Regions from separate parts of the Rattus norvegicus genome. Here region 2 is linked to region 1. A link is a contact called in public Hi-C data. All regions are on one chromosome and are shown on one strand. Each heading gives the region's core, a stretch centred on a gene start, on an enhancer-like site or on the middle of the called end of the contact. The rest is flanking DNA. Distances are from core to core; before and after follow the strand shown. Region 1 overlaps LOC134485824 (a long non-coding RNA gene). Region 2 has its middle 340 kb from the start of Arhgef28.

Region 1 (5,205 bases), core at 1,751-4,250:
GAGCAGGCCCTTGAATGAGGTTTGCCTGAAGCAGTTAGTAGCTTGCATCCAGGACTGAAGGCACGGGAAAGAGATATTGTTTTCCTGGAGTCCATTTTGCACTACAACTCTGAAGGAGGAGCAGCCCGGTAGAGCTGTCTTCAAGAGGAAACTAATTTTTAGAAACACAACACAGAAAGGAGAAACAATGCCCTACCTTCCCTTCGGCTCAACTCTCTAGGCTTGGGCTGCACCTCCCACTCTGAGGCAGAGGCAGGGGCATGGAAGACAAAGTCCTCGTGTGCCCAGTGCCCAGGACACACAAGCAGGAAAAGTGTAAAGGGCAGGAATCACTGAGACACTGACCGGATGACGCCTGTGAGCGGCCGGGGCTCTCCAGCTGGAGGTAAGCATCAATTGTCTGTCTTTCCCCCTGGCATCGTGCGTCCTCACCCCACACTGTAATGTTTGCTTTTCCTATTCGAAACACAAAATTACTCAAGCTCTGTAATTGCCCAACTAAAACACCATTTAGAAAAAAAGCCTTTACGTATCTGCACACCACCTCAAGAAAAACCACACCTCAAAATTGTTCTCTCTTACCTCCTCAACCCAATTAAATTAAGACATGCCTGCTGCATGCTGTCAGAACAAGCGGCCTATGGGAAGGAAGGCTTTCCACCTTGACTGGCCACCAGATGACTACCGAAGGCTGCCTGTCTCCCTCTTCTACCACAGGGAGATGTTTTTCCAAAAAACACTTCACTTTGTTTCCTGATGGTTATGGTGGATCAGGAGACATCGTAGTCAAATATAAGAACCACCGATCTTAAAGGAGTAAAAAGAGGAGGTGATACATGGGTATATAATGAGGCCTCTTAGTCATCCAGTCCTTAGGTAAATTGCTTCTTGTAGCCTCAATATGTAAAATGGAACATACAATAATTAAATAGGAGGTCATTACGCTGAGGCAGCTGTGGCGTCCTGGGATGTTATTTCCACAAACCAGACCGTCAACTCAGCAAGAGGGATCAGAGCTGGCACCTGAGACCTGTTGACCTGGCAGAACATGCCACCTAACCTCTCACCTGCGACTTGAAGGCTACCACCCCACTCTAGCCAGTCAGTCACGTCTCTACTGGGATTCCATACTCACCATATGACCTGTCCCCCACCCCAACTCCCGCCCTCGGCTGGAACTCCAAACACCTGCAGTTCGGCGCTGCCGGACTCATGAACCGTGGATATCTGTTCAAATGGTCACTTCGAGGCTTCAGTGTGCACCACCTTCTCTCTCCACAGGGGACGCCCTGTATACCGTGCACATCACTTATAACAATAGTAGCTGTCTCCGGAGTTTAAAAGGGAAGAAAACAGCACTGTATCACAGGAATCAAAACATGTCACATAAAAATACCTAACTGGTCTCTTAACTATAATAATATCGTCATGTCTATAGTTGTTACTGCCGATACTTAACATTCCAAATGCTACACTGAATCCTTTTCAGTTGTTGATCAATCTGGGCTCCAGACTGTAAGCCATCCTCTCAGAGCGTCCTGCCAACCCGAGTCCAGTCAACGACATCGAAAGAAGACAGCAGACTGGCCTTTCTTTCTCACAGTCCCACGAAGGTGCACCCTGCCACCTCCCACCCCATCCATCTATCAGCTGGCTCCTTAGAAACACTGTATCTCCCAAGCAGAATTACAACCCTGGCCTCACAAAAGACATAAAAAGCCTTGTTGTTCCTACTTTGGGCTCCCCAGTACCCCTAGTGTCTGACAAGGCCTGGCTTTTGTGTGGGGGTTGAAGAGAACTGCAGAAGGAGAAGTGCTAAGGAGAGGCTATGTCCATGGATTTTCTATCTTTTCCATTCTCAACCAACTTCGACCAATTATCGATCTGCCAACTTCCTTCTGTTTCAACTATATAACCTTGTATAATATAATCCACCTATAATCCTATTCTGAAGACATGAAAGAAAAAAAGCAGAAAGTAATTTGGGGCGCACTCATGTATGTGCATGTACGATGTGTATGGTATATATGTGTCTGTGTGTATTTGGTGTGGTGTGCAATATGTGTAGTGTTTGTGTGATGTGGTGTGTGTGATATCTGTAGTATATGTATCTGTGTGGAGGGTATGGTGTGTGTAGTGCGTGTGTGATATGTATAGCATGTGTGTGTGGTATGTGGTGTGGTGTGTATGTGATATGTGCATGTGCGTGTAGGTTGTGGTGTGTGATATGTGTTGTGTCTCTGTGTGTAGTGTGGTGTGTATGTGGTATGTACAGTGTATATATGTGTGTGTGTAGGGTATGGTGTGTGCATAGGGTATGATGTGTGTGACGTGTGTGTATATGTGTATAGGGTATGTGTATGTATGTGGTGTGTATGGTGTGTGTGAGAGTGTGGTGTATGTGTACAGGGTATGGTATGTGTGTGATATGTACAGTGTGCATGTAGGATGTGACATGTGAGTGTATGTGTACAGGGTATGGTATGTGTATGTGTGTGTATACAGGGTGTGGTGTGTGCATAGGCACATGCACAGAAGTGTGTCAGCATACATGTGTAGCTCTGGATGATATAAGGGCAAAAATGTAATACTCAAGAAGCATGAGCTGTAAAATCAGGTGGAAAATGAGAGGGGGGGGGGAGAAGGAGAAGCAGAGGGAGAGGGAGAGGGAGAAGGAGAGAGAGAGAGAGAGACAGAGAGAACTGGAGTAAGGCAGAGAAGGAGGGAGCAAGAGCAGGGAAGAGGGAGGGAGCTACATGTCAGTTTGATATTTCCAACAGTGCTGAATGACCCATCAGGGCAAAGAAAGCCAGTCTCACAGGCTTGAGATCTACTGCGGTTTTTATTTTATGCTGCCCTGGAGGTGGTGCATCTGTTTTCACCATATCTGCTCCCCCAAACTGTAGAGAAGAATTTAACCTGGGTCGCCTTGCGAGATGGGCCACTTTTCAACCCTGACTCCCCTGTGGTATGCAGATACAGAATGTCACAATGACTCACTAAGAAAATCACCCTGTGAGCCTGCCAAGCACTCGGGGCACCTGGCCATCAAACCTGAGTTCCTGCCACACAAGCTGAACTCTTGTTCCCAGATTCAGCGAGCAGGTGGTATTTGCTTTTCAAAACTTGATCACAACTATCAGCCACAGAAATTACCTGAACCAAGGGGAATCTCCCTGCTTGCTTTGTCTCTATCAAAGCTCCCTTTCAGACAGCCTGGGGACCTGGAGGTCACATATTTCCTGTATGAAGTCAGGGAACCCGGGACAAGAAGTATCATTCAATGTGTGCACAAGAATTGCAAAATCCAGGTTCCTCTGCCCAGTTCCAAGGGTTGCCACAGTCACAGAGTTTATTTTGGTGACCTTTGAAAGCATGCATTTGCCTCGATAAATATGTTTTCCTTCCTAGATTGGTGTACAAAAGTCACAGGGAAAAATTACTTAGAAGGAAAGTGTATTCTCACTGCTATTTGGATAAGTGTTATTCGCAGCACAACATAGAAGAGACACGAACAGCAGCGACGTTGGTTGGTAAATCTCTAACAATGTGCACATCTTTTGCGCCTTCTACTCTTAGCCTTGGCCAAAAAGAAAAACAAATTATGAAGAAACAACAAAACTATAATGCCCACATTCCTCATTGTTACCTTTTTCTATTGTGGTAAAAGGATGCGCAACGTAAGCTTTACCAATCTCACCGTACCAAAGTGCGCTGTTCATTCAGTAGACTTCATGGCGAGTACCTGTGGTTACATGCACGCCTGTGGCTGTCTGCCCACCTCCTTGAACAGCAAGGCTGACTCCTTAGATAGTAACTCCTTAGATAGTGACTCCTTCGATAGTCCCCTCTCCCAAGGCCTCTGGTGACCACCATTCTGTGAGTGTGACAGCTCTCCCAGACAGGTGGAACGACACAGTGCTTATCTTTCTATATCTGGCTTACTTCATTCCGCGAAATGTATTCAAGGTTGACTCACGCTGTAGCCTGCCTCAGATATCAGAATCCTACCCTTTTCTAAGGCTAATGTCCCATTGTATGCAAATGAAAGATTTGTTTATCCATTCCAACATCATCTACCCTGTTGGTGGACACTTGGGTTGCTTTTACCATACTCACCAATGCCCCTGTGTGTGCGAGTATAGGAATATCTGGCAAGACTCTAGTTTTAGTTGTGTGGGAGATATATATATGCCTTCCACATTATTTTAATGGTCTTTATGAAAAATTCCTTCATCTGTCAGGGAAAACCAGTCTCTCAGCCCACCATGTGTTTTAGCGAGAGCTGTCGCTAACAGGCTAGAGGAGGAAGTGAGCATCTAACACAGGCCTCTAGAGCGCAATGCAGGGGGTCTGTGCAGTGACAGAGGCCAAGCCGGCTGACTGGCACAGCATCCTCTTCTTCCTCCAGGGCTTTCTTCGTTTTAGAAATGTTTAAATGCCCAGGGACCTCTTTGAAGAGGAAGTTGTCTTGACCATGAGAACGTATGGTGTGAACTCGTGAACAGTCACTCACAGCAGCAGGGACAAAGACAGTCAAGAAGGGGGGTGTGGAGGGCTGGCTGGGGGAGGGGCGTGCTATGCCCCAGTGCTGGAGAAAGAACAGTTCCATACACAGAGAAGGGGGAAGAAGGGAAACAAAGAAATCAGTTCTGCAGCACCCTGAGGCAGAGGACCCCAAGAACCGCTGACATAGAAAAGCCATAATTACGACCACACTACACCCTCTAGTTTCCACAGGAACTCTAGTGAGAACCAAAAGTTTTTTTTTAAAGAAGCAATTCTCTCAAGAACCCAACTTCTGTTGGTATCAAATCGAACAGACACCGAGTCTCACAGGAACTCAGCCCACAGCTCCCAGAGCAGATTGCATCCCAACAGAAGAGTCATGCCAAAGACACAGACAGTGTGAAGGCTGCCTTAAGGCTGGGCTTGAGAGCGGAAGCTAAACGGAGACTCCAGGAGCTCTCTAGTTCAAGGAGGCTCAGAGCACCAAAGGAGAAGCCACTCCTGTGGAGAAGACAGACTACTCCCAAAAACCACCAGACCCTGTGATACGGACAAGACTCAGAAAAGACACTGCTTGGGTTCGTAACCACAAAACACTCCATAGCCCACTCCAGTTCAGTTACCCACACCCAAGTGAGCCCACCATTTTTGCCGGACTTCAGCAGACCCCTGTGTAAGGGAAGAAGACAGCTGTTG
Region 2 (4,875 bases), core at 2,229-4,728, 440 kb before region 1:
AGTCTTATGGAAGGGTCTAGAGCATACAGAAAGTGGTTGGATGGGATGGGGCCTCCCGTGGTCAAGTGAGACTTTGGTGGTAACAGAGGCAACTACCATTAAGTTACCCATTCTCCTATAGGTAATGTGTCACCTACACTCCTGAAGGTAATCCGAAGAAATCCACTGATTGACCAAGAAGGGCTTAGATTAAATACTTTCTTTGGTCATTGGTGTCTTACCTGTTACATATAAGTGTTTCCATACCTCTTGACCTAGAAAAATTCACACATCCTCTTACTCTTCCTGTGATGACAGATACCAAATGAAGTCAGTCCGTGGCATGTACACACAGGTCTGCAAGGTGAAATAACCATTATCTTTTTATATGAGCCCGAACAATGGGAGCCCAACTTGCCAACCTATAAGTAGGTAAGAATCCTGGAAGCCAATGCTGTTAGTCCATAAAACACCACAGCAGGAAGCAAGAAGGATTCATTGTGAATCCCCGTGATATGCAGGGTTGAAGAGGGAACTGGGTCTCAGGGCACACAGAGTTGGATCATAGGTTTAACCCTATGCTGGAGAATACCAACTCTGGCCTCTTCAAGGCCAGAGTGTCACCGGCTGCCTTCTCACACAGCCTTAAGAAGTTTAGGCACGCGTAGATGCTCCCTGTTCCCACCCTCATCTCTCTGTGACAGACGGAGTTTAATCCTGATTCCTTGCTCAGAGCACATTTTCCTCTCATCTTGCCTGGTGAGAACTTTGTCTGCTATGTCCTGAGATCTACAACTGTATTCAAAAATGACAGCTCCAATACGTGCTCATCAAAATCTTGGCTCATATTAATATAGCATCTTCTCAAGAACTGGACTGGGAAGGATTTCAGCTGCCATTGTTCTGGATGAAGACACTGATGGCTATGAAAGGAACCCTTCCATCCCAAAGCCCCTTTCCCACCAATATGCATCTTCCTACATAATGAACTGTCATTTTCCCCCAAGGTCGATAAAGAAATCGCTCATTGATTGCTCACCAGGCAGGCATTGGGCAGAACTCAACACACTGACTCTCTTATTGGTTCCCCAGTGGCTTGCAGAAGACACTGTCTCCCATTTTGTAGAGTAGCAAACTAAAGTACAGGGCGGTGAAAGGCCTTGACCTTTGGAATAAAATGAGGGAGAAAGATTTGAACTTTGTCTCCCTCGGATGCCCACTTCCTCTGTCTTCCATTCCGTGAACAAAGAATGGGTCAGATTAGGAGACATGATTTCATTTTGTTTTTTTTTCTGATTGATTGATTGATTGATTGACTGATTGATTGATTGCATGTGAGAATACTGGAGCTGTCTTCAGACACACCAGAAGAGGGCATCAGATCCCATCACAGATGGTTGTGAGCCACCAGGAGGTTGCTGGAAATTAAACTCTGGATCTCTGGAAAAAGCAGTCAGTGTTCTTAACCATTGAGCCATCTCTCTGGCCCCAGCAGACATGTTTTAAGAAGTTTGAAGCCTGTGGACATCCTCTGTAACAAGAGCTTCCTGATCTTATCAGAGTCTGATTTGTACCTCTTCACTTCATTTGATTGTAACACTGTCATCCCCACCCCCATCCCCAAAAAAGCACAATCACCCACCTCAACCTCCCACCCTCCAAAAGCAACAAGCATTAGTGCCAGACCATCCACCATCCAGCTGTGGCACTGAGAAAAGTGTATCAAACACCAAGCACCCAGATTGTTCTACACTTTATAATTATTCTTAAAGATTTATTTATTTTATGTATATAAGTACACTGTAGCTGTCTTCAGACACACCAGAAAAGGGCATCAGATCCCACTACGCATGGTTGTGAGCCACCATGTGGTTGCTGGGAATTGAACTCAGGACCTTTGGACGAGCAGTCAGTGCTCTTAACCACTAAACCATCTCTCCAGCCCTGTTCTTACACTTTAAATGCACGTGGTTCATATGTGGAAAGGATTCTGTTTCACTTGAACTTTAGCAGAACAAATTTCTGTTCCTTCTTTGTTTGAGTGGTATGGTCCTTGCTTTGGACGATGGTGATGGGTATTCTTTCACCCCTAAAGATATAAGCATCTGCCCTGTGGCTCTGAAGACTGATCCCAGAACCTTGTTACTTGAGAAGAGACATAGCCAAGAGTCCTGTATTTCTGTTGATCGTTTTTTCTTTTGTTTTGTTTTTCAAGAAAGAGTTTCTCTGTGTAACAGAACCCTGGCTGCCGTGAACTGGATTTTGTAGACCAGGCTGACCCCGAACTCAAAGAAATCCACTTGCCTCTACCTGAGTGCTGGGATTAAAGGTGTGTGCCACCACACCCGGCACTGGTGAATTTTCTCTGAATAATTCCCAGCATCTGAAGATCATTGGATCTTTTTACCATTCTGTGATTCTGAGGCCAATCAATTTATTAGAATTGTGAGATAAATCTGAACTCATCCAAGTTGCTACATGACTTTTAGAAGCTCCCTGCTCACAGCCTTCCTGGATTTTATGGAATCATATTTGCCACTGGCTTCCCATAGACACCAGCATCTATTGGTGGAGAGAGAGAGCAGCTGAGCATGCCCGACAGACAGCATTGACAGGAAACACCAACACTAGCTCAGCTCTGGTGTGTTTCACCGATTGCACCTGTTTCTTTCATTCAGTCACAATGACCAAGTTTGGGGTGGGCCTTGGCTCCTAAGTCCAGGCATGGTGTCCTGAAGGCCCACATATTGTCAAGTGACCTTCATCAACCCCCATCACCAACATGAAGTCTGTAAAAATTTCTGTATTTAAAAAAAACATGCAACACAGAACTGCAAGCCACTCCCTGGTGTGACCTTCTTGTACTAAGGGTTTCCTCTGTGCTAGGCCACACAGTAGGCCACACAGTAGGGCAAGCATTGACATGACTGTCCTTCATCCTCACAGTGATCTAGAGATGGTAGGATGCTTTAGATTTTACAGGTGAGGAAGCAGGTTTGATGAGTATAATTGGGTTACAGAGCTCGTGATCAAAATATTAGATGACAGGGTCCCCTCTGCCTGTCACTAGGCTACCCTGAGGGCTCATCTTCTCAAATGTAGGGTTCTGGGAATAGAGTGCACGAGTCATTTATGGAGAAAAGGGGAGAAAAAGAAATTTCAAATGTTAAGAATACAAACATAAGATTGGGGATGCAGAGGCTTAGTCTTTTAGAACACAACTACTGCTGTTAAGAACCCATGTTTGCTTCCCAGCACCCATGTGGCAGCTCACAGCTGTCTGAAACTCTGGTTCCAGGAGATCCGACACCCTTTTCTGTCCTCCATAGGCATCAGGCACACACGTGCTGCATAAAAAGTGCATGCAGGCAGAAATTCTATATGCATAGGATGAACATAAATAAATGTCTGCCAAAACGGTTGAGTGCTGAGACACAGAGCCACTCTGAGATGATGGAATTAAAATAGAACCATGCAAGCGCATTTCAGCTGTTAATGTTTCACTCATGTTATTGATTTTTTTTCTTTAAATCTTCACTGGACTGTAAAAAAACTGAGGAGAGGGGTGGCCTTCCCTAAGGATGAGCACTCCAGTTGGTCACCCAGTGCCGAACATTCAGCCCTGAAAACATACGCACGTGTATGTTTTCATACATGTATGTATCATACAGAGTGACTAGGTTATAGTTAGCAATGTATATGCATGCTCATATACATATATGCATGCAATAACAATTTGTAAAAAAAGAAAAAACACAGAAAGGCCATGAATGTGAAGGAGAGGAGAATGTGCAGAAGGAAAAATGGGAGGATCTGGGGGGAAGGGGAGGCAGGGAGAAGAAAGGTTATAATTGAATTATAAATCTAAACAAAAAAAAAAACCCCAAACCTTTGCTAGTTACATAGCTAGAGTACTTTAGCCAATCATAAAACCAGGATTAATGGAATTCTGATGGAAAAAAGAGAAAGCAATTTGGAGCAGGGCACGTTATACTTCCTGTCAAATCGAGACATGCTTGATTTTCCAAAAGATATTTTTAAAGTAAATAAAGGATGTTCAAGCCTAACTCTGCTAATCCTTATTCCAGAGATGTTAAAGCCAGCGAGCACAGGCCTGGCATCGTCACCCACCCTGTGCCGAATGTTTGTACTTGGGAACCATTCCAGGGTCCAGGTTCACTCTCTGTTCATCAGCCCCCATGTTGGGTTATAAGGTGTCCTGATTGCAGGACGTGGCTACCCCTCCACCCACTGCCCTGCTGACTGGGCTTCTGTAACTCCTCTAGTCTTTGGGCTGGTGTTTGAATAACTCTAGAGGTCTTGGAGCATGCATATGAATCCTGTGTCACTTCTTGTTCCCCATCTGTGTTACAGAGTCCTTCCCTGGGTTAGTCTAAACTCTGCCTTTCCGTGACATTGACAGATTGACCTCAGTCCTGTGTTCTTGGCAGTATGAAGCATAATCCCGCCCTGTCCCACAAGAGGCAGATAGCACAGAAACCCTTCATTCGGGTTGCTGGCAATTTGTTACTTTTAAAGATTTGTTTTCTTGGGAAAGTGGTCCAGCCCTGGGAGACAAGTCTCGGTATTCTGCCGGGAACAATGTGCTTACTGTGTGGACTGTGTTTTTGGACACAAACAACCTGCATTGCTTAACAGTTTTGTGCAAACATGTTCTAATAGGCCTTAGTATGAGATTTGGTCATTTTAGCTCAAGGCCAAACTGGCTATATTTCAGGCTTGTAATAGACTCACTGGTTCCTAGGCACCCATATCATATAACATACTTGTTTTGATTTCTGTAATGAAAACTTTCACTTATTCTGATAGCAGTAGGACCTGATTACCAATCAACCTTTGACTATTTGTATGTTCAAGGCAGAATTTTTTCCTTCC

The links. A called contact is a pair of places that touch in the nucleus more often than the background predicts.
Region 2: a Hi-C map of liver shows a contact between it and region 1, with 4 times the contacts expected there. The contact joins two enhancer-like sites. A contact is called at or near these places in 3 of 12 Hi-C or Micro-C datasets (hepatocytes, kidney and liver).

The regions. Positions count from the first base shown.
Region 1 is chr2:30,504,031-30,509,235 of GRCr8, reverse strand. The region is part of intron 1 of LOC134485824 (a long non-coding RNA gene); the gene reads right to left. Among named protein-coding and RNA genes, the nearest start is that of Enc1, 220 kb to the right of the region's middle. Within about 2 kb of position 3,000, at least 10 of the 93 cell types and tissues checked have an H3K27ac peak or open chromatin away from gene starts, as enhancers often do. A contact at or near this core is called in hepatocytes and liver, where this site is marked.
Region 2 is chr2:30,949,569-30,954,443 of GRCr8, reverse strand. No RefSeq gene overlaps it. Among named protein-coding and RNA genes, the nearest start is that of Arhgef28, 340 kb to the left of the region's middle. Within about 2 kb of position 3,478, at least 13 of the 93 cell types and tissues checked have an H3K27ac peak or open chromatin away from gene starts, as enhancers often do. A contact at or near this core is called in hepatocytes and liver, where this site is marked.